Linked DNA regions of Mus musculus: regions 2, 3, 4, 5, 6 and 7 are each linked to region 1. A link is a contact called in public promoter capture Hi-C data. All regions are on one chromosome and are shown on one strand. The core of a region is the stretch at or near the end of the contact, and the rest is flanking DNA. Distances in the headings are between cores, read along the strand shown. Region 1 holds the start of Nsun5 (NOL1/NOP2/Sun domain family, member 5). Region 2 holds the start of Map11 (microtubule associated protein 11). Region 3 holds the start of Taf6 (TATA-box binding protein associated factor 6). Region 4 holds the start of Cops6 (COP9 signalosome subunit 6). Region 5 holds the start of Zkscan1 (zinc finger with KRAB and SCAN domains 1). Region 6 holds the start of Tsc22d4 (TSC22 domain family, member 4). Region 7 holds the start of Irs3 (insulin receptor substrate 3).

Region 1 (3,084 bases), core at 355-2,854:
TGCATCCTCAGGGCGGGTCTTGAGCGTGTTCACACGCACGAACCGTGGTACCTGGTAGGCTAGAAGTCACAGTGGTCAAGTGGGGAGGGAGGTGAGCCTTCTGAGGGTCACTCCCCTCCCGCCCCTCAGCCTCCAAGTCACCTTGGCCAGGTCTGGAGCTCTCTTGCAACAGGTCCTCATTTCGGCTCACACCCCGATGAACCTTGAGTCGGGCCAGCTCAGCCTTGAGCCTTGCCTGGTGCCGGCCCAGCAGAGCCTTCCATCGGCCTCCACCCCCTCGAAACCCCTTCCCCAGCAATAATTCATACACTAGCACCTGGACAGGAAAAAACACAAAACTATTAACACCATAAAACCCTCCAGTGGGAGAAGTAGGTACCTGTCCAGATGGTCATGTCAATAGAGTTCTCTTGCCCAAGATCACAAAAGAAATTAATGGCATGATGTTAGGGCAAATGTCCATAATGCCAGCAACATCAGATGCATAAGCAAGAAAACTACAAGCTAACTGGGTAATGGTGCCTTTAATCCCAGCACTCAAGAGGCAGAGACAAGCGGTTCTCTGTAAGTTCGAGGTCAGCCTGATCTACAGAGTGAGTTCCAGAACAGCCTGGGTGACACAGAGAAAGCCTGTCTCTAAAGACCGAAGAGGACGAAAGGGGGAGAAGGAAGAGGAGGCAACGGAGGCGGTGGCTCAGCAGTAGGGTAGGAAGCTTGCTTAGTATCCACCAGAGAAGAAATAGGGATTGCAGCTCAGCAATAAGCACCTGCCTAGAATCCCCCAGTGAGGGGCTGGGGGTACTGCTCAAAAATAGAGCATCTGTCTAGTGATGCTGTCCAATGAGGTGTTGTGGGTGTGACTCAGTGGGAGAACTCTTCTATGGCTTGTTGGAGACTCTGGGTTCAATCTCCCAGCATTACAAAAAGACAGGCATCCAGGCAGGCGGGTAAAGAGACGAGAGCAAATGCCATCTGCAAACCCCGTGTCCTGCCCCATGCCTGAAGCTCCCCCTCCCCACCCTACCCCACCCCCCAGGTCGCCAGCAGAGCTCTGGACCCCGACCGACCTTGCCATCATCACCCTGTCCGGTAGGTAGCCTCAGCCACTACTAGTTTGCACCTTCGTCCTACTTAGCCCTTCCTGCAATGCTCCAAGGGGAGTCACATCTGACCCAGCTCAACTGGGACCCCAGAAAGAAGTGTGAGAGCCACGCACGGGTAACAGCCTCTGGCCGCCGCTCACCTTGGCAAGGTGCGGTCTCAGCTTCTTCTCGGCGCGAAGGAGCCCAGCACTGGCGATGACAGCGTCCAGCACGGCCGAGTAGCGCTGCGTCTCGCACACCAGAGCGTACAACTGCTTCAGGTTCTGTGCGACACAGGGGACACCCGCTGCACCCCACGCGGGCCTCGCCTCGCCTCGCCCTCCCGCCCGGACAAGCCCCGCTCCCCAGCCCGGCTTGCCAGCCCCCGGCCTCACTACCTGGAAGTTGCTGGAATACACCAACCCCTTGAGGGAGCCCTGGCGGCTTTCCACGCCGGCCAGCACCGCCGCGGCGGCCGCGTACAGCCCCATGCTCTCCCCGCCTCAAGCGCTCTACGACACTGTCGCAAAACTCGGGCTGGCTTTACGGCCGCCGCAACAATTTGTACAACCGGATTTCCGGAGTCAAAGGGTTCGCTGCTTTCCGTTTTCAGCGTCCAAAAATTAATCTTAGGCTCTAAATCCGAGCGGGCTGGCTCACGCCTTTAATCCTAGCGCGCGGGAAACAGAGGCAGAAGGATCTTTGCGAGTTTAAGGTCAGCTAGGTCTAAGTAGTTACAGGACAGCCAGAGCTACATAATGAGGTCCTGTATGTAGAATGAAAAAAGTCTACTTTCTTTTTAGAATTCAGTGTAGCTATTTTGTAGTTTGTTGTTGTGGATTGGTTTTTTTTTTGTTTGTTTGTTTGTTTTTGTTGTTTTTTTGAGACAGGGTTTCTCTGTGTATCCCCTGGCTGTCTCTGTAGAGACCAGGCTGGCCTCGAACTCAGAAATCCGCCTGCCTCTGCCTCCCAAGTGCTTTTATTAAAGGCGTGCACAACCACGCCAGGCTATTTTGTAGTTTTTAATTTTTTTTTTAAGACTTTGGAACTCAGAAGGCTACGCAGACTCTCCTAGCAGTCCTGTGTCAGCCTCTCCCTGTGACCGGATGAAAGGTTCAGTAATAAAGCACGTGCCTTGATGCCTCCACTGAGAGGTTGGGATGTGGCTCAGTGGTAGAGCCCCTGCCTAGAATCCCCCAGGGAGGGGCTGGGGCGTGGCTCAGTGGTAGAGTCCCTGCCTAGAATCCCCCAGGGAGGGGCTGGGGGCGTGGCTCAGTGGTAGAGCACCTGCCTAGAATCCACTGGTGTGCTTGGAGTTGTTGAACACCCATCTAGTAAATGTGGCTCTCTGGGACCCTAGCGCTGGAAAAAGTAGATTGTTTAAAAAAAAAAAAAAAGTGGGTGTTTAATAGGGCCGACAGACATTGTCCCTCGGAGTAGAGCACTTGCCTAGCATGTGCAAAGCCCTGGGATCAATTCTCAACATTGATGAGGAGGACCAATGATGGGACTCAATCTATATAGAGGGCTTGCCTAACAGGCAGAAAGCCTTTGGTTCCAATCCTTCCACTGTATAAACCGGGCATGATGGTACGCTCCTGATGGCTCACTGGTTAAGAGCACTGTCTGCTTTTCCAAAGGTCCTGAGTTCAATTCCCAGGAACCACATGGTGGTTCACAACCATCTATAAGGGGATCTGATGCCCTCTTCTCACATCTTTTAAGAAAAGAAGGAAGGAAAGGAAGAAAGATTGATTTGAGGTCATCTTTGGCTAGCCAATTCACACCAGCCTGGACTACATGAGACAATCAAAATAATGGTAGTTGGGCCTAAGAAAGGTGGCTCAGACCTTAAGAGCACATACTGTTCCCAGACATGTTAGGCAATCAAAACCTTTTGTAATGCCACCTCCAAGGGATTCCATAGTTTCTGACTGTTGGCTTACAGACAATTCTGCTAGGCTCTGCTCAATAGCAACTTAGCAACAGCTTGCGTCATCGG
Region 2 (3,084 bases), core at 210-2,709, 2.9 Mb before region 1:
ACCCCAAATACATCGCTGATGCAAAGCTCCGTCCTTTACAGTTTGGTTCAGCTAAGGTATTGGGCTATGTACTTCAGAGTGGACTAAACCAGAAAGACAAAGAGGAATGTGAACGCTTGGCTACTCCAGAGCTACAGTATAAGGATAAACTTGATGCTAAGCAGTTTCCTCCTACAGTCTCCTCGCCTCTCAAGACCTCAAGGCTACTGTCCCCATAGGTATCAGACTACAAATTAGGACATATGCGACGGGTGGAGGACCTCTAGGTGCGTATGTATTTCCCTTGGAAGGAACAGGAAGTTTGCTCTAAGATGAGACTGTTGTTGTCTGGACTTCCTCTAGAAATCCCAGCAGAATCTGTTGCCTCCCCCAACCCCTAACTTTGCCACTTCAAGCCTCAAGACAGATTCATGTAGCAGTTCCTCAAAACCCCCTGGAGGGGCAAAAGATGACAGCGACACAGAGAAAGTTTGGGGCATGATATATGTCCATTTCTCTACGAAATATTTGTTATGGAGCTGTGCTAATTTCACTATCAAAATATTTGTTGGATGAATAAATGCTACGAAACGTTTACTTATTTTTTAAAAGGTTATTAGACTTATTTTATTTTATGTGTATGAGTGTTTTGCCTACATGTGTAAATGTACCTGGTGTCCACAGATCTCCTGGAACTGGAGTTACCAAATATTGTGAGCCACCATGTGGGTGTTGAGACCCAACCCCTGGTCCCCTGCAAGAACAGCAAGGGCTCTTAACCAAAGAGCCATCTCCCCTGCCCCCAGTTCTTTGTTCTATGTAGGGCTCTAAAAGGAGAAGTGATGGAGAATCTTTTATTGGACAGAAATTAGGCTAAGTAATGGGGTCTTTCTTTTCTTTCAGTATTCCCTCAATGCTGGGGATACAGCTGTTGGTAAAACGACTGGCTAGCATGAGGTTGAGGCTCAGGCATTCCAGTAACACACATACACACACACATCACCAATAATAACAACAACAACAACAAAATATCAGAAAAAAAAAAGGCAGCGGTGTGGCTCAGTTTGCAGAATGCTTACCTAGCATTCATGAAGCCCTGGGCTCAACGCCCAGCCCTGCATAAGTCAGACCTGATGGCACATACCTGTAATGCCAGCGCTCCGGAGAATGGAGGCAAAAGGAGCAAAAATTTGAATTCATCCTCAGCTTTAGAGGAAGTTTAAGGCCAGCTCGGGCTACAAGAAATGCTGTCATAAAAGGGAAGAAGCGTGGGAGAGAGGGAACAGAAAGAGAAAGTCAGGGAAGAAAGCAAGAGAGAGAGGGAAGAAGAGAAAGAAAGGAAAGGAGGGAGGCGGAGACAAATAAAAATAAATTCTACCCAAAGAAGCCAGTCTAGCATCCTTAAAGGTTCCTCAGCAGCCCGCACTCACCCCTCGACTCAGCCAAGAAGCCTCGGAGGCCACGCCCCCTTCCTTCCGCTTCCGCTTTCTCTCCAGTCATTCAGCGCCCGCACTCCTGGTCTGGCGCTGCTGGGTCTAGGTTCCGGGTTCGTTTCTCTGGTTTCCGGGCCAGGCTGGTGTGTCCCGCTGCCTGCCGGGCGGAGCCGCGGTCCTCCGGTGTCTGGACTCGCAGGCCGAGCTCCCCCGGTCCCGTGGCTCCCTGCCGGCCCGGTCTCGGGTCGCATCGTCCTCCCCACCCAATGGAGTCCCAATGCGACTACTCGATGTACTTTCCGGCTGTGCCGCTACCGCCACGCGCCGAGCTGGCCGGGGACCCGGGCCGGTACCGGGCGCTGCCCCGGCGCAACCATCTGTACCTGGGGGAGACAGTCCGCTTTCTGCTGGTGCTGCGCTGCCGAGGCAGCGTGGGGGCTGGCGTTGGGGGCGGCGCGGGCTTGGCATCCCGAGGGGCCTGGACCGAGCTGGCGACCTCCCTGGCCGCCCTGGCCTCGGTCAGCGCAGGAGGAGCGCTGCCAGGGTGCGGCAGCGCCGGCGACCAGGATGCTGACCCCCCGGGGGGAGGGGACCCGGGGGGCGGGGGTTTGTTTCGAGGTTGCAGCCCCCTTCTCACCCACGGCCAGGGCCCTGCTACCTCAGGGGGCGCGACCACGGTGAGGATCTCTGGGTGACAAGGGCTGAGGGGAGGTTTGCTGGAAGCTAGAAAGATAGTTTGGAGCATGGATTCCTTAGGGACCTGATGTAGGAGGCAGATGACAGCATTGTCCTGTCCTGCAGAGGAACCTAAGACGGGAGGCATATGATTTCAAGAAGGGGTGGGCATAAAGACTTGCTCTGTCTTGCAGAAACGTTAAAGGAGCCTGAATCTTTGCCGCCATCCTGACATTTTCACCCCTTTCATATAACCCCTAGCTGCCTGTGGAAGAACCGATTGTGTCCACAGATGAAGTCATCTTCCCACTCACCGTTTCACTGGATAGACTGCCCCCAGGGACACCCAAGGCCAAGGTAGGATAACAGAGCTGAGGCTGTTGCCCTATAATTCAGATGACATTTTAAGACCCCTCGTGATCATGGTCCGATGGCTCCTGTACCTAGATTGTAGTGACCGTGTGGAAGCGGGAGGTCGAGGCACCAGAAGTCAGAGATCAAGGCTACCTGCGCTTGCTACAGACTCGATCTCCTGGGGAGACTTTCCGTGGAGAACAGAGCGCCTTCAAGGCCCAAGGTGGGGGAGAGGGGGAAAGCTGGAGCTCGGAGAGGAGTAGATTAGAGGGTGCCACACTGTGATGTGGAGGTCTTGATTTCCTGCCACATCCTTTCTCTGCAGTGAGCACCCTATTGACGCTGCTGCCCCCTCCAGTTCTGAAATGCCGGCAGTTCACTGTGGCTGGAAAGCACTTGACCGTGCTCAAGGGTGAGCAGATCTGCTGGCGCAAGGCTTGACTAGCAGCAAGGGAATGGGTCCAGTATGTTAGGTAAAGGTGGAGTTGGGGTAGGAGGGTTCTCACTACTCTGAGCTGGGCTTGTTCCCGCACAGTGCTGAATAGCTCTTCCCAGGAAGAGATCTCCATCTGGGATATCCGAATCCTCCCCAACTTCAATGCCAGTTATCTACCTGTCATGCCTGATGGCTCTGTGCTGCTGG
Region 3 (3,084 bases), core at 359-2,858, 2.8 Mb before region 1:
AAAAAAAAAGTGTTTTTACAGCTCTCCCCTCACTCCAAAGTTGGCTTAGGGTCTGGGAAAACAGTTCTGTAAGTAAAGCACTTTTAAGCTTGAGGACCTGAGTTCAGATCCTAAGAACCTCTGCAATGTTAGGTGATGTGGCACACGCTATCCCAGCATTCTGAGGTCAGAACTAGAGACAGGGGGTTCATATAGTTAACTTCTGCCTTTAATCCCAGCAGAGGCAAGTGGATTTCGGAGTTAGAGACCAGTCTGGTCTACAGGCAAGTTCCAGGACAGCCAGAGCTATAAAGAGAAACCCTGTCTCCACCCCCACCCCGACTCAGAAGAGTGGGGACACAGATGCAAAAATAAGTGAGAGATTAGAATCAAGTCATGGGTGTCAATGATAAAAACATGTTGTTGGGTGTAAAGTGAAGCAATAATGAATCCAAAGAAAAAGTTAGAGTTAGGGAGCCACAGGATATTTATTCAGTGACCTGGCTTCCTCCCTGTTGGGGATGGGAGGGGTGGTTGGGGGGAGGGCATTTACTAATGTAGCCAGAGGCCATGCTGCTTGTTGTAAAATCCCTACAGTGCACCCCATCTGCAAAGCCTCACACCGATGGGCAACTTCTAAGTGGTGTGGTGTCTTCATCTTCTCTTTATGAACTTCAGCTGGGGACTTACTCACCTTTAAAACCCCTAAAGGGGGCCATCAGGCCTGTAATTTAAGAGCGTCTCTGCCAGGGCGGGACTCAGTATGCCTATAAGGAATGAGTATTACACCCCACCCATGCAGATTGTCCAGATTTTTAACAAGGAGAGAAACGACTGAGGAAGATGCTCCATAGAGCCAGCGTTACAGGTTCTTGAACTACAATTCCCACAATACATTGGGGCCCAAGCCCGCAAGAAAAACCTAGATCCTTCTGGATGCCACCTGGGAAATGTAGTGCCACCTTAACCCTGCTTTCCCTCCCTTGTTCCCATTCAAGTGTTACCAAGCTCCAACAGAACCTCTTTCAAGACAGTCTAGTGATCCATCTATCCTAGCCCATTTGATTCAGCCTAGAGTTAGAGAGGCAGGAGGTAGATAGGGAGATGTAAATAGCAACTACTCCGTTTCTGTACCTTCGCATTTGCTGGGCAAACGTTCTGTGTCATCTTCCTCCTCTTTTGTCGCCTCAGCCCAAGCACCGTACGCTGCCAGGATGAAAAGCAGTATCTCCAGCCGCACAGGTCCCATGATAAAACGCAGTCCACACATACAACCACCCTTTGCCTTCAGACCAACTTCTGGAAGGCAGCGGGCCCTTTAAATTTAGGCGAAGCCCGCAGCAAGCTTTAAAAAAAAAAAAAAAAAAATCATAGAACGGTCAGCGCATGCTCAGAGCCAGCCCGAAAGTGGGTGGAGCGTGATGGCTCAGTTTTGTGGCGCCTTCTGAAGGTCCTGACAGCTGGGTAATGAAGATACAAATTGAAGTAATTAGAATAGAGTAATATGATCTTTACACATGCACGTAGAATGAAATTTTTATATAATTTCAGACTGTGAAACGATATGGTCTATTTTGACATAGGGAAGAACAGTGATAACTTTTTGGCTTCTGCCAGGACCTACTCCTGTCAGGGGGCGGGGCCAAGATGGCGCCGAGCGCCGGGTGAGCGGCGCTTTGGCAGCGGTGAGAGGCTTTTACTGCTCCCGGTGCTTGGCTGGCGGGGGAAAGTCTGAGGTGTATCCGTGAGGAGACCCTTTGAAAGGGCCCATGTGAGGACTGGGAAGAAGACGGTTGGTTGTGTGTCCGTGCTCGTGGGGACCCTGTGCGTGACTGCACTGGAAGGATGGTGGGGCGATGTAGTGGCTTGTGAACCTCCTGTAGCGCTGCCCGGGTAATCTTCGAATCACTTCCCTAGCTGAGAAAAATGATGTAAAGATATAGCTCAAGTTATCCCTTCTCTAAGAAGTCTTCCTGTCGCTTCCACTGATCTGAGAAACTCCCGAGGCTGCTAGAGTGTTTTATGAAACCTTAGTGGCAAGGGTACCACCACAGAGGACTGGGACCCGACCAGGTACAGAGTATGTGCTGAATAATTGTATTTCCTGTAGACAAGATTTAACAAAAGTCTGAGAAGACTTGGAATGAAAAGAACCAGTCCCTAGCACTCAGTTCTGAACACTCTTGAGGTTGGTTTCATGTCCAGTGTCAGGCAAGCTCCTTTCCTTTTAACCACAGAGTAAACTCCAAGCTTGAGTCTGTGTCTTTTTCATTTTGGTAATTGTTATACCAAGTATTTAGTGAACACTTACACCTTATTCATGCTGGGCAGTGGTGGCTCACGCCTTTAATCCCAGCACTTGGGAGGCAGAGGCGGGCGGATTTCTGAGTTCTAGACCAGCCTGGTCTACAAAGTTAGTTCCAGGACAGCCAGAGCTATACAGAGAAACCCTGTCTCGAAAAACCAAAAAAAGGAAAGAAAAAAAGAAAAAAAAAGACTTATTCATATATTTAACAATGCCCTAGGCACCAGATAGGTCAGTGAACATAACAGACATATTCTTGTTTACTGGTGGGGTAAGGATAATAAACAAGAAGAAATAATAGCCAGGCTTGGTGGTAAACAGCTGTAAAAGGCAGGAGGCTCTCCAAATCAAGACCACGGGATGAATTCCAGACGAGCCTGAGACCCAATTGTAGAAGGGTTGTTTAACATGTGGAAGGTCTTAGATTTAATCTAGAGTGATTTTATATATATACATATTATATCACTATTATTAAGAAGAAGAAGAAAACATAGCAAACAGGTAAAGCCAGGCATGGTGGTATGTGCTTGCAATCCCAGTACTTGGGAGGTAGAGGCCAAAGGACCAGTGTTGTCTACCTAGTGAATTTGAAGCCAGTGGGGCTATAGGAGACCTGCCCCTAAAGAGAGGTGGGTGGGGTCAGGTAGTCAGCCAAACACGTTTAGGAAGAACACAACAAAAGCTATAAAGCCAAGTACATGTCTGTCAGATTTAAAGGACAGCAAGGAGAATGATGTCAGGGTAAAGTGGGAGGGGGCGGGGCAGGTGATCAGAGATATGAGAGAAAAGAAAGAAACCAT
Region 4 (3,084 bases), core at 407-2,906, 2.8 Mb before region 1:
GACTCAAAAACGCTGACAGGAAGCTGTAAAAACACAGACGGAGACAAGAGAACAGCTCTTACTAAAAGCAAATGCACTTGAACTTACACACATGCCAGGCTGGCTTTGAACTCACAATCCTGCCTCAATCTCCTGAGTGCTAAGATTGGTTACAAGTGTTGTCACCACACTTGGCTCATGCTTTCTCTAGGTTTTACACACATTACATATGGAAACACCACTGAAGAGATGAAGTCACACAACTGATGGGTGTAAACAGCAGGGTAGAGATTCAACTCAAGCTTTCTCTAATACACATAATGTCGGTAAATTAGAGCAAAGGCATAGTGGCAGATGATCAAGAAAAAGGGGACATTGGGTCAACAACACTCACATCTGTGTGCTTGGTCATAGGGTTCAACTTCAGAAAGAGCGGACTCTCAATTATCTCACACACCTAGAAGATAAGGCAAAGCCCAGGAAGAGTCAGTATCTCCTCTTCCCCTAACCTTCTGTTCATTTCCCCAACATGCACATATTTGAGCTTCTATACCTGCTTATGGACGTGGATGTCTGAGGGGTCAGGTGGCCCCCCTGTGGTATACCAACCCAGAAACTCCAGCTCCTTGAAAACCTGTTTAACTGGAGAAGAAGGGGCCAGAGTAAATATTCCTTTAAACCTCTCTTCCTTAGTTTGATGGGCCTGGTGTGTTCTTTCCGGTTCTCCCCTCCCTCCTCATATTTTGGGTCAGTTTAAAATAACTACACCTAACTAACCTTGAACTTCTGACCTCTTGCCTCTATCTCCTGGGTTATATGGTACTGAGGATTGAACTCTGGTCTTCCCGAATGTTAGGAAATGCACTTTACCCCACTGCCCTACATCCTCAGGCCTTTTATTCTTTAAGACAAACAAAACAAAACAAAAATCTTCCCACTTTTCCTTCCCCACCCACTTCTATTCCCCTCTCACACTGCTCCTCCTTGGTGTAATAATATTCTTTGTCAATGATAATCTTCTCTTCCACGGTGTGGGACAGCAGCTCAAAGGAGTTCATCACTTCGATATTTCGCCCCTCCTGCTTCCCGATCAGAGCCCCAATCACTAAGGGGAGAGAAACAGAAGCGCAAGGAAACTAGGTGAGGAACAGGCGTCTCGGAAAACCTTTCCCGAGTCGGCGTGAATCAACGACTGGGGAAACAATAATTTGGAAGAAAGGGCGCAGGGGAGTGACTGGAGGAAATCTCCAAGAGATTTTGAGATTTACACACAACACTCACCCTGCATAGGCCGCCCCTCCTGGGAGCGCATGCGGATCCAATGGTCTGAGATGTTAAGGATGACAAGGGGATGAAGAGCGACGGAAACACTCCCAGTCACTCCGGAGGCCATCACGCTGGGGACTGTTAAAGGTGAAAGGAAAACATAGCGGCTGAGAGCTCGGGCCCACACATTTTCCCCTAGACATGGAAGCAGGGGACCAGCAGAGCCCGGCCGTCCATCGCTGCCCTCAAGTTATCCTGGGACAGGTTTAAGAAGTACTCAAGACCACTTCTCAAGGGCAACTCCAGAAGTCGGTCTGCGCACCCCGTTACCTGCTGCATCCACTTCCATGCCGCTGCTGCCTCCGCTCCCATTCGCCCCCGCCGCAGCTGCCGCCGCCATTTTCCCCGCGCCCGCCAGCCACGGCCCGCCCCTTTCCTTCTCGGCTTCCGTCGGGGAGCGGTGCATGCTCAGTGTATACTTGGTGCTGCTAATGGGCGGGGCAGCTGCCAGTACTTAGTAGCTCAGGGTGCTCTGCGTGTTGTGCTGCTGCTAGCGGTTCTCATGTAAACCAGCCTGGCCATGAGTTCTGTAGTGTGTATCTGAAGATGGCTTTGAACTTTGATCCTCTTGCCTTTACCTCCCAAGGAGGGCTATTAGTTTCCAGGTCTCAAGTGGATACACTGTCAATACTAAACACAGAGAAAATTGCGATCAAAAGGAGGAAAGGCTGTAAAAGGGAATGGGGAAGACAATTTATTCAGGATATAAAATTTTTCATGTTGCATATAATCTATAGAGACTTGATCACTTGTTTGTTGAGATAGGGTCTTACAATGTTGGCCAGCTGGTGGGAACTTGCTATTCGTCTAGGCAGACTTCTAGGAGATCCGCCTTCCTCTCCTTCCTGAATGCTGAGATTAAAGGTGTGTACCATACCCAGCATGCCTAGCTTTTAAAACGATGTACTGAGGATCTAAACTCAGGTCCTAACACTTCATCCCCTGAGCCATCTCCCCAGTAGTAATTACTCTTGAATTGTTCAGCTTCTTCAGTTTCAAGACAACCTCTTTACACAACTTAGCAACTGCTATTGGGAGGGCTTGTGGCCCACGCCTTTAATCACAGCCTTTAATCGAGGCGGGCAGACCTCATGAGTTCAAGGCCAGCCTGGACTACAAAGTGAGTTCCATCACAGCCAAAGCTACACAAACAAACCCTGTCGCACAAACAAAAAAAAAAAGGTGGGGGGAGGGGAAGAGTTGCCTTGGTCATGGTGTCTCTTTACAGCAATAGAACAGTGATTAAGACAATTACTTGTAACAAAAAAGAAAACCAAAAAAAAAAAAAAAAAAAAAAGACAATTACTTGCCCAGCATGGTGGCACACGCCTTTAATCCCAGCACTTGGGAGGCAGAGGCAGGCGGATTTCTGAGTTCGAGGCCAGCCTGGTCTACAGAGTGAGTTCCAAAATAAAAAAAATAAAAATAAAAATAAAAATAAAAGAAAACGTTTCCTACTTGGACAATAACTAAGGCTAAGCGACCTGCTTAAATAGCCAAGAAAGAGTATTTGGTCCACAATCATTCATTTGGGGCCAATAACAGCCATTTTTTTAAATTTTTATTTTGGTTTTTCGAGACAGGGTTTCTCTGTATAGCCCTGGCTGTCCTGGAACTCACTTTGTAGACCAGGCTGGCCTTGAACTCAGAAATCTGCCAAGTGCTGGGATTAAAGGTGTGCGCCACCACCGCCCGGGCTACTTTTTATTTTTATTTATTTATTTTTTTTACTAATCACAGTCACTGAAGTATGTGCTTTGGACCAATCATGGCTTTGCA
Region 5 (3,084 bases), core at 427-2,926, 2.7 Mb before region 1:
GTTTAAATAAATGATCCTCTACTCCCCTCTTCAACAGAGACATAAAATGCTTTATAATATGAAAAACTTAGTCTTAAAAGATACCTAGTGGTCTAGTATTGTGTGCCTGTAGTCCCAGCACTCTAGAGGCAGTGGCTAGATTTTCAGCCAGAACTAGAGAGACCCCTCCCCGCCCCCCCCTTTTTTTAATCTATCTAAAGAATATCAACACCACCACAGAATGAAAAGCTAAGATTTAAAACTTAGTACACTGGCCTGGTTGTATCTAAATATAGTATAATGCACTTGAAATTTTTCCTGTTTCCTTCATGGAGACATGAAGTAGAGGATCAACAAAAGAAAATAGCATTCAGCCGCAGGCATTTCTGTAAGTTAACAAAGATGATCCTGAATAAAATAACAAGTAAGAATCTTGTGTGGTAATTGAAAGAGGACACAAACCTGAAAGAAAAAAAACATCTGGATAATTCTTCACTACAGTTTCCTTATAATAAAGGTATTTTCCCACATTTGGCCAGCTTTTCTAGTAACTTCACTTGATGTGGTTACAATGAATTCTTCATAATTCCAACAAGTATTTATTGACTGCTTTCAATCCGCCTAGCACTGCCCTGTACAATAAATGCTTTCTTTGGTCCCAGGCCATGGAACAGCCACTCTCTATAATCAATGTGTGTGTGTGCTGTGTGTGTGTAGGGAGGGGAAGGAAGGGGGAACTTCAAACTAAATGAGCTGCCTTTTTTTTTTTTTAAATTACAATTACATTTACCAACTCCACTCATTTCAAGTTTGAAGAACCTTTTTGAGCAAAGGTAGTTAATTTTATGGATAATAAAACTGACAGTTGGCAAATGTCTAATCTCATCTAAGGTCATTAAGCTGATCAATCTCCTACTGGCCCAGTGTGGTTTCTCCCAGATACCCTTCACGTCTCACTCATTGCAATCAAGCAAGGTGAACTAACACTCCACTAATCTCCCAGATAGCACAGTTAAACAGGCTTAAACCAGCAAGAGGTCTTGAAGCATTGCATAAAGCTGACAGCCGGCTGTTAATTTCTACTAGATCTTTTAACCACCGTCAAGCCGCCAGCGCTTTCGCTCAGCGTTGGGAGATGGAAAGACAGAAAAGCAAGTGATCCGGAAATGTTTTCGGAACCTCAAACCTGTACAGAGCTCAAGGTCTTCCGCGTCGTTTATCTCAAGATTCTCAAGGACCCAAGACGCCCGGAGAAGTAAACGACAGCAATAAAACGAAAACCACACAAAACACTTTCCCCTGCAACCACAGCAAATGGCGACAGGAGGGGGGGAGGGGGAGAAGAATCCAGACACGGGGATCACGTCCATTTGTGATCTTGTCCTCAGAAATGTTATACAAGGATGATGACATGAAAGAGCTCCCCACTGACCCCAGAGATTCGAGCACCGCCGGGACCCCGCAGGGCTCCTTTCCAAGTCCCCCCGGGTGGTCACACGGTCCACCCTCGCAGCCCGCCCGTCCTCCGAGAGTCCGCCATGAGACTCACCGTGAGTCTCCGGAGCGGCCTGGGGACGCCGGGCGACCAAGCACAGCTTGCTCTGGGTTCAACCCGACCGAAGGGCACTGCACACCGACATAGGCCCTCCCAATACCTCGCCACAGGCACAATGAGTCACAAAGACCGGAAGTAGGTCAGCACCTCATCTTCCGGGATCGAGTTGAGCTTCCGGGTCTCCTCTAGGAACACGGGAGGACTTTGCATCTCGGTTTCTGAATTTCTTGTTCCGAGTCTCCCTACCCAACACCCCCCCCCCCCCAGCCCTGATTGCCTGTCTTCAATTCCAGAGGTGACAGATAGAGATAAAGTGATCCTGTTTAGGGTGTTCAGGTTTTTTTTTTTTCCTGATGTAGTATTTTTCAGCTCTATATTTGTTACTTTCTTCCCCATCTTTTCCATCTTGGGCAGTTATCAATAATAGTAATTGTATGCCTGTGGCAGAGAAGCTGAAGCAAGGGTGTAGATGGAGTTAGATCAAAGCCAAGCCAGGGGTGTCTGGTTTCACAGATCAGCCCTGGTGAGGTTTGCCAGTTGAGTGCATGGTGTTTCCAGATATGTGGCCCGAGGATAAAAGACTATCTTTCAGTAAACAAGCTACTTACACTGGTTCTGTAGAATATGCTATTATAGCACTTTAAAAGGATCTTTCAGAGGAATTACAGACGCTCAACAATTACTGCCTTTATCTCTTTGCCTTGTGGGCAATACAGAAATGAGGCTCCACCTTATAGAAGGCTCTATATCAAAGGCAAGTCCACAAGGAAGAGACCATACAGCATGGGGGAGATAACTTTATAAAACAATACTCCAAAATTAAAAAGCAATTGAAGTATTGTTCCTTTTTTATTAATTGATTATTAATTAATTCACTTTACATCCCAATATCAGCCCCCCTTCTCCCAGTGATAGGTTATTTCTCCGCCAGTGAAACGAGCCCATTCAGGCTAGATTATATTATAATAAAGGCAGGTTTATTGGGAAGCTGCTCTTGGTAGAGTTCACTGGCCCCAAGGATTGAGGCAGGAGAGTTGCAATGGGAGGGGAGGCAGAAAGAGAAAGGGCTTACATGCAGAGAAAGAAGAGAAGGAGAAGGAGGAGAGCAAAATGTTTGGATTATAAAGGGAAGAGTCTCTGGGGAAGGGCAGCCCAAGCCCTGGGATGGAAAGTTCAAGGCTGGGGGCAGGGTATACCAGGTAGGATCTGAGGGATGCTGGGAGAACCTGAAGACCAGGTCTGTTTTGATATGTAAAATATTCATCTCAGTCCCCTCTTCTGGGGTCCAAAACCAAACACCCAAAACCGCCTTAGGCAAGTCATCCTCCAATTCCACCTTCCCCTATTTGCAGTATTGTTAAAGGAAACAAGGAGCCAGCCATTCACTTGGAGAAGTAGGAGAAACCTTTATTCATGCATGGACTACAAAGCACGCTTGTGCTTTGAAGGGTTCAGTCCCCTTGGCAGTTTCTTACAGCTTTTTGTAGGTCAGGTAGTGGGGTTGTCATCCATGTCTTTGTGACAATCTTAGAGTGGACTCTGATCCCCTT
Region 6 (3,084 bases), core at 379-2,878, 2.4 Mb before region 1:
GTCCAGGAGAAGTAGGGGGCGGGCGGAGCCAAGAGGTGGGGCCCTGAGACAGGCCTGGCTGCGGGATAGGGGTGCTTATGCCCAAACTAGCCAGCTCCAACCTAGAATCCAATGATCTGCCTCCGGTGCCTCCAGAGGCCCCTCGAATGCCCTCCAGAAGCCGACCGAAGCTTGGAGGCTCCAGATCTCTCTCGTAAACATCCACACACGTCCACCGACCTCGACGATAAGGCTCTCCCAAACCTTGGGGCAGCTTCACCACCCGGAAACGGGAGGCAGGGGCTCCAGGTGGCGGAGAGCCATTCCGGGGGGTGCCCCTGCCCCCTGGATCAGGGTTGGGGTCCCCATTGGGGAGGCGGGGCGGGGGCCCAGCGAGAGCCGGTGGGACAGGGGAATCCGAAGCCCCTGGGCTTCCTGGGCCCTCATAGTCCGTGGTGACGCTGGTGATCTGAAAACTACTTTTCTTCTTACCACCACTCATGGTCCCTGGGGCTCCGGACTGGGCTCGGGTGGGGGAGGGGCTGGGCTCCTGGAGAGGGGCTCAGGCACCTCTGGAACAAGGGGGCCACATGGCAGGGACATCGGGGCCCCTGGGGACGTCTGGGTCCGACATGGCAGGAGGGCCTTGTGGGAACTTGGGGGTGCCTGGTTAGTGACTGGAGTACAGAGGGGAGGTGGCAGGAGGGGGGGGCAGGGGCAGGTTTTTCCTGCTGCTGTCGCCGCTGAAACCCCAAAGCTGAGCTTGCAAACTGGAAAAAGAAAGAGACAGAAAGTGAGCGAGAGTGTGTGTACGTGAGCAAAAGAAAAAGCAGGGGCCAAACCACCTCCGGGGCTTCCTCTCGGGGGAGCCGACTGGAGGGAGGAAGAAGAAAGCCACTAGAGACCCAGAGACAAGTAGAAATGACAGACCGGAGCAGAGGGGACAGAATTCAGAACACCCACAACAGGAAGAAGCAGCTGGGACCCAAAGTTGGACATTTCATGCTTGAGATCCAAACTCGTCCCCAACACGTATCTCCATGGCCAGGGGCACAGGGGTGAATCGGCTCCTCCCCTGAAAGGGCCACCCTGAGGCCTCTGCCGGGCCTCAAGCCCACCCCACCCCCATTCCAGTTCCCCCATCGCTGGTTAGGCACTGCCCGCCAAGCCAAGCGCCCCGCCCAGCCCGGGAGAACTACCTACCTCTCGGGCCTCGGCCACCGAGCTGAGCTGGAGAGAAGACCTGGGGGACTAAGATCTCTCTCTCTCTCTCTCTCTCTTTTTTTTTTAAATCCTAAGGCGGCCTAGAGCAGGCCACGGCAGGCAGCAATCAAGGGCTACCCAGTGTTCTCTGGCGTCCGCATCTCACTCTGCGAGGCATCTCGGTGGAAAGTTTGCAGTTGAGACGAGAAGAAACCAGCGCTTCCACGGGGGAGCCCAGGCGCAGCCTCGGTTAACACTCCACGGGTCTTCCCTGTTGCTGTGGGAGGGGGCGGCTCAGCCCCCCGCTGGCTCCAGTCCCTTGAGTGGCTCTCTCTCAAGGCTCCTCCCACGTGGCCCCACTGGATGTATCTCTCAGCTCCTCAGCTCCGCTCCGTCTCGGTCTGGGTCTCTGGCTCTCTTTCTGGGCTGTTGACAACCCCCACACCAGGAAGTCCTGCCTTCTCGGGCCTGCTCACTGCTCCTCTCCTCCTCCTTCCCCTCTTCCTCCTCCCTCCTCCCTCCTCCCTCCTAAGGCTCCCTGCCAGCTGGCCCGGAGCCAGGCCTGCCACAGCCGCAGCCGCAGCCGCAGCCTACAGTTGCTGCTGTAGCTGCTGCTGTTGCTGCTGCAGCTTCTGCCGCTGCGGGTCCCAAACTGGTTGCTTTAACCCTACACCTGCCAGGTTCCAGGCAACTCTTCCTCGGAGGGAGGGGCATGAGGGCGGAGAAAAAGAGGAGGAGCCTGCGGGAGGCCAGGGATTCCCTTACTTGTAGGCTTTTGCAGGTTCTCCAAAAGAGTCTCAAGGAACGTGCCAGACATGTTCTGGGTACCTGACTGTCCATAAATACATAGTCAATGTGACCCACTGGCTGTGATTTGTCACAGCGTCTCTGGTTTTCACCGTAAATTCACGAGAAACTCCTTTCCCCACTCTGTTTTCAAAAGCGAGCGGCTATGAAAATTTTCAAACATGCCCTAAAGTAGAGGAACTAGGAGAATGAACGCCCATACACGCCATCATGGACTTGTAACAAGTATCAGCTGTACCCAAACGTGTTTTATTCCTCCAATATCTTTTCTCGGATTTTGCTGCAATATTTGAATTTTTTTTTTTTTTTTTTTTTTTTTTTTTTTTTTTTACTGTGAATGTATGTATGTGTAGATCTGGAGGTCAACTTGAAGGAGTCAGTTTTCTCTTCCACTATGTGGGTCCAAGGATGGAATAGTGCCAACCATCCGGTTTGGTGGTAAGGCCCTTTACCCACTGAGCCATCCTGTCTATCCTGCTCCTGCTCCAGTATATGAAATCAAATCTCTGATACGGTGTTTCCCTCTCTTAAAAAGGGAAAATTGGAGAAAGCAAACTATCCAAGAAGGCTGTTGGTGGTAGGGTAGACATGTGTGTGGCGTGTGTGTGCACATGAATGAGTAGTTGCACACACTTGTGTGTGTTTGTTAGCCACAGGACCACACTGGGTGTCCTACTCAGGGTCTCTCATTGAATGCATAGCTTGGTAGGCATCCAGCAAGCCCCAATAATTCTACATCTATTCTCCACAACACTGAGGTTATAGGCACACATGGTTATGCCTGGCTTCTCATGTGGCTACTGAAGATTTGAACTCAGGTCCTCATGCTTGAGTAGCAAGAACTTTTACCTGCTGAGCCACTCCTCAGCCCAGAACAGGCATTGCTACCTTCTCATCTTTGTCCCTCATATAAACACTTAGGTAGATGGGAAGATGAAGTTGCTCACTTCTGCTTCCCCAAGTGCTTGGACACACACCCATGTCCACACAACTACCCCGTGCGTATACCTGAGAACCAATCCCAGCTGGCTACAGACCAGCTCTTTCCCATCTCCAGCCCTCTCCCACCTGTCCCATATTATCCCTTCATCATTA
Region 7 (3,084 bases), core at 203-2,702, 2.3 Mb before region 1:
TCAGAACCCACATGGAAAGTAGAATCCCAGTCCATCACAACCCCAGCACTTCTAGAGCAAGCTAGAAGACTACAACAGGACACGACTCGGAAGGCAGAGGCAGGCAGCTCTCTGAGTCCCAGGACAGCCAGAGCTACAGAGAAACCCTGCCTAAAAAAATAATGGCCACTACTATCTTTAAATGCCTGGGGTACACAGTGCGGCAGCAGAGAGAGTCCCTGCTTCAAAAAGGTGGAAGGCTAGCCGGGCATGGTGGTGCACGCCTTTGATCCCAGCACTTGGGGGGCAGAGGCAGGCGGATTTCTGAGTTCGAGGCCAGCCTGGTCTACAAAGTGAGTTCCAGGACAGCCAGGGCGATACAGAGAAACCCTGTCTCGAAAAAACAAAAACAAACAAACAAAAAAAGGTAGAAGGTGAGGACCCACTTCCAAAAGCTGACCTCTGACCACATGCAGGGGACAGCCTGTACAACACACGTACTATTTTCCAAGCTGGGTGTGGTAGCATGCACTGTAACCTCAGGCAGGGGAAGTGGAGTCAGACATATGATAGGCCTGAGGCCTTCCAGGCCTGCAAATCGAACCTACTAGACAAGTTCTAGTGAGCCTGTCTCAAAAACAAGAGGGATCGCTCTTGAGGAATACGAGAGGTTGTCTTCCAGCCTCCAATAAGCATGTGCATTTGTGGCCTATGATCTCCAGCCCCACCCAAACCTCTCAGGATACACGGGCTCACCAGGACGTCTGCCACAGGATCCCAGCTCCTGTGACCACAGCCACCATCAGGTTCAAGTTGGCATTTGGCTGGTGGTCAGGGGCACTTTGAGGAAGGTGTCTCTGAGAGACTAAGTCCTCTTTCACACATCCTTCAGTGGACATTTGCATGCGTGGGAATCTGGAGAGGGTGGGGGTGCGGTTGGTTACCAGAGACCAATCTAGTTTGGTTTTCCTATCCTGGGGTATCCATCAACCCAAACTCAGATAGCTCAGAAGCAAAGACACAAAGATCATCTCTGGGTAGGAAAGGAAAGAACACTGAGGACCTATACAACTAGAGGCTCAGTTCGGAGGCTCCTCCCTGGAGAACTGCCGCTATCAGGATGGCCCGCTAGGCCAGGCCACTCTTCTAATTACTAGTGCCATCACTGCTAACCACAGCCGCTTCTTCTGCACCCTGGCTTTCTGGCTTTCGAGATTGCCCCGGGCTGCCTCTGGCGGTACTCCTCCACCCCCACATCCAGTCAGCTGATTGGTAGAGATGCCCCCCCTCACTCCCCGCCCCTGTGAAAGTTTGGTCCCAGCGGTGCAGGGCTCCTACTCTAGCCTATGAATCCTAAACTCAAATTCCTGCACTCGGGCGTGGGAGGGTTAACTTGAAGGGGTGGAGATTCCAACAAGGAGGCTGACCCAGCTAGGTCAGCCTCCCTTAGACCTAGGAGTCCTGGTGTCACTGGCCACTGGGACACACGCACTCCTGTGTACAGGCTCCTTGTTCACTCCAAGTCAGGAGAGGGCGTGGAGAGATGCAGGGCAGCTAGGCCGGCTGCAGTTTCCCAGGGCTACTTGTTCCAAGCGGGTGGTAGCTCAGGGGGCCAGACCCATTCAAATCAGTCCTTCTGGGGACAGTTTACTGTCTTTGGCTGGAAATGAAGCCTGCAGGTACGGGCCCCACAGTCTCCTCCGGGGGCGAGTGCACCGACGTGTCCCTCGGCTCACCGTTTCCTTGGCCCTGCCTGCCCGACGTGCGGCTCTGTGGCCATCTGAGGAAGCAGAAGTCCCAGCGCCGCCGCTTTTTCGTGCTGCGCGCTGACCCACCACGCCTGGAGTGCTACGAGAGCGAGAAGAAGTTCTTGGCCAGCGGCTGCCGCCCACCTAGACCCCGGCGTACCGTTAGCCTGGAGGGTGCCTGCACTATTAGCAAGCGCGCGGATGCCCGTCAGCGCCACCTGATCGTCATCTATACCAGCGACAGCAGCCTGGGCGTGGCGGCGGCCAGCGAAGCAGAGCAGCAAGCATGGTACAGCGCCCTGCTCGAGGTGCGCGCCACCGCCGCAGCCGCTGCTGCTACTGCTATGGGTGAGCCTTGGGTGAGCGACGGGGAGGTCAGGGGGTTGCCGACTTAGTTTATCTTGAACCCATTTCCCTCAGATCAACTGAGGTTTAAATCTTTTTTATTTTCGAGACAGGGTTTCTCTGTGTAGCCCTGGCTGTCCTGGAACTCACTCTGTAGACCAGGCTGGCCTCGAACTCAGAAATTCGCCTCCCAAGTGCTGGAATTAAAGGTGTGCGCCACCACGCCCGGCCTGAGGTTCAAATCTTAAGCTAAAAAAAAAAAAAAAAAAAAGACGTATAAAACGTCTTGGTCACCTGGGACCCGGTGACCCCAACCCCTGCCTCCCGGTGACTTGCCAATTCTCTCCAGGTTTCAGTCCCCAAGAGGCCCCTGAGTCTTGGATCTTCGCCCCATTCCAGGACGTCTGGCCTGTGACACTGCGGTCCAAGGGGCTGGGGAGAGCACAAGGCCTGAGCAGCGGCAGCTATCGCCTGTGCCTGGGTTCTGGGGCCCTGAGCCTCCTGCGAAAGCCTGGAAGCAAAGGTTCCAGAGACAGCCGGGCAACGCCACCACCAGTCCTGCGCTTGTCCTTGCTCAGTGTGCGCCGCTGTGGCCACGCAGACTCTTTTTTCTTCCTGGAACTCGGGCGCTCAGCGCCCATTGGTCCTGGTGAGCTCTGGCTGCAGGCTCCTGATGCAGTGGTGGCCCAAAGCATTCATGAGACAGTCCTGGCTGCCATGAAGCGGCTGGGGAGCAATGCAGCTGGCAAAGCTGAGCCACCGCCACAGGGAAATCCTCCAAAGAGTGTTCCTGCAGCTCCTACCCCGACACCATATGAAATCCCTGCATCGGCAGCACAAGCAAGAAGCCCCAGTGAGCGAGCAAAGCAGGACTACTTCAAGCCCCTGGAAAGGATGGGGTCAACACACTCCTACAAGGGACTAGATCTGGGCGGGAACTACATCACCATGGGAGTCAGGAATGACTATGTCCACATGGGGGGAGGAGAAGCAGGTGACTATATGTGGATGG

What was found. Promoter capture Hi-C pulls out the DNA fragments that hold promoters and counts their contacts.
Region 2: a contact with region 1 is called in a promoter capture Hi-C map of liver, with 5 times the contacts expected there. The contact joins the promoter of Map11 here to the promoter of Nsun5 in region 1. A contact is called at or near these places in 2 of 39 promoter capture datasets (both in liver) and 1 of 484 Hi-C or Micro-C datasets (CD4 T cells).
Region 3: a promoter capture Hi-C map of liver shows a contact between it and region 1, with 5 times the contacts expected there. The contact joins the promoter of Taf6 here to the promoter of Nsun5 in region 1. A contact is called at or near these places in 3 of 39 promoter capture datasets (hippocampal neurons and liver) and 1 of 115 datasets of contacts at active chromatin or transcription factors (large pre-B cells).
Region 4: a contact with region 1 is called in a promoter capture Hi-C map of liver, with 2.7 times the contacts expected there. The contact joins the promoter of Cops6 here to the promoter of Nsun5 in region 1. A contact is called at or near these places in 5 of 39 promoter capture datasets (hippocampal neurons, liver, neutrophils and 1 more) and 1 of 115 datasets of contacts at active chromatin or transcription factors (large pre-B cells).
Region 5: a promoter capture Hi-C map of liver shows a contact between it and region 1, with 3 times the contacts expected there. The contact joins the promoter of Zkscan1 here to the promoter of Nsun5 in region 1. A contact is called at or near these places in 3 of 39 promoter capture datasets (liver, neutrophils and pre-B cells).
Region 6: a contact with region 1 is called in a promoter capture Hi-C map of liver, with 5 times the contacts expected there. The contact joins the promoter of Tsc22d4 here to the promoter of Nsun5 in region 1. A contact is called at or near these places in 2 of 39 promoter capture datasets (both in liver).
Region 7: a contact with region 1 is called in a promoter capture Hi-C map of pre-B cells, with 2.7 times the contacts expected there. The contact joins the promoter of Irs3 here to the promoter of Nsun5 in region 1. A contact is called at or near these places in 4 of 39 promoter capture datasets (hippocampal neurons, liver and pre-B cells).

Annotation. Positions count from the first base shown.
Region 1 is chr5:135,368,473-135,371,556 of GRCm38.p6, reverse strand. Nsun5 (NOL1/NOP2/Sun domain family, member 5) reads right to left here and starts at 1,604. Exons shown (of 10, transcript NM_145414.2): 1 at 1,481-1,604; 2 at 1,244-1,366; 3 at 142-316; 4 at 1-59. The coding sequence starts at 1,573.
Region 2 is chr5:138,262,427-138,265,510 of GRCm38.p6, reverse strand. Map11 (microtubule associated protein 11) reads left to right here and starts at 1,459. Exons shown (of 11, transcript NM_153161.3): 1 at 1,459-2,089; 2 at 2,349-2,444; 3 at 2,535-2,664; 4 at 2,767-2,853; 5 at 2,977-3,084. The coding sequence starts at 1,679. It overlaps Gal3st4 (galactose-3-O-sulfotransferase 4), which reads left to right. Exons shown (of 4, transcript NM_001347507.1): 4 at 1-590. The coding sequence ends at 218. It overlaps 6330418K02Rik (RIKEN cDNA 6330418K02 gene), which reads right to left and starts at 1,466. Exons shown (of 3, transcript NR_045821.1): 1 at 1,410-1,466.
Region 3 is chr5:138,185,750-138,188,833 of GRCm38.p6, reverse strand. Taf6 (TATA-box binding protein associated factor 6) reads left to right here and starts at 1,608. Exons shown (of 15, transcript NM_009315.4): 1 at 1,608-1,664. Cnpy4 (canopy FGF signaling regulator 4) reads right to left here and starts at 1,299. Exons shown (of 6, transcript NM_178612.4): 1 at 1,114-1,299. The coding sequence starts at 1,249.
Region 4 is chr5:138,159,674-138,162,757 of GRCm38.p6, reverse strand. It overlaps Cops6 (COP9 signalosome subunit 6), which reads right to left and starts at 1,656. Exons shown (of 10, transcript NM_012002.3): 1 at 1,576-1,656; 2 at 1,261-1,383; 3 at 953-1,084; 4 at 533-621; 5 at 374-436; 6 at 1-23. The coding sequence starts at 1,645.
Region 5 is chr5:138,083,676-138,086,759 of GRCm38.p6, reverse strand. Zkscan1 (zinc finger with KRAB and SCAN domains 1) reads right to left here and starts at 1,676. Exons shown (of 6, transcript NM_133906.4): 1 at 1,529-1,676.
Region 6 is chr5:137,744,513-137,747,596 of GRCm38.p6, reverse strand. It overlaps Tsc22d4 (TSC22 domain family, member 4), which reads right to left and starts at 1,628. Exons shown (of 5, transcript NM_023910.6): 1 at 1,183-1,628; 2 at 1-749. The coding sequence starts at 481.
Region 7 is chr5:137,644,082-137,647,165 of GRCm38.p6, reverse strand. It overlaps Irs3 (insulin receptor substrate 3), which reads left to right and starts at 1,452. Exons shown (of 2, transcript NM_010571.3): 1 at 1,452-2,075; 2 at 2,422-3,084. The coding sequence starts at 1,646.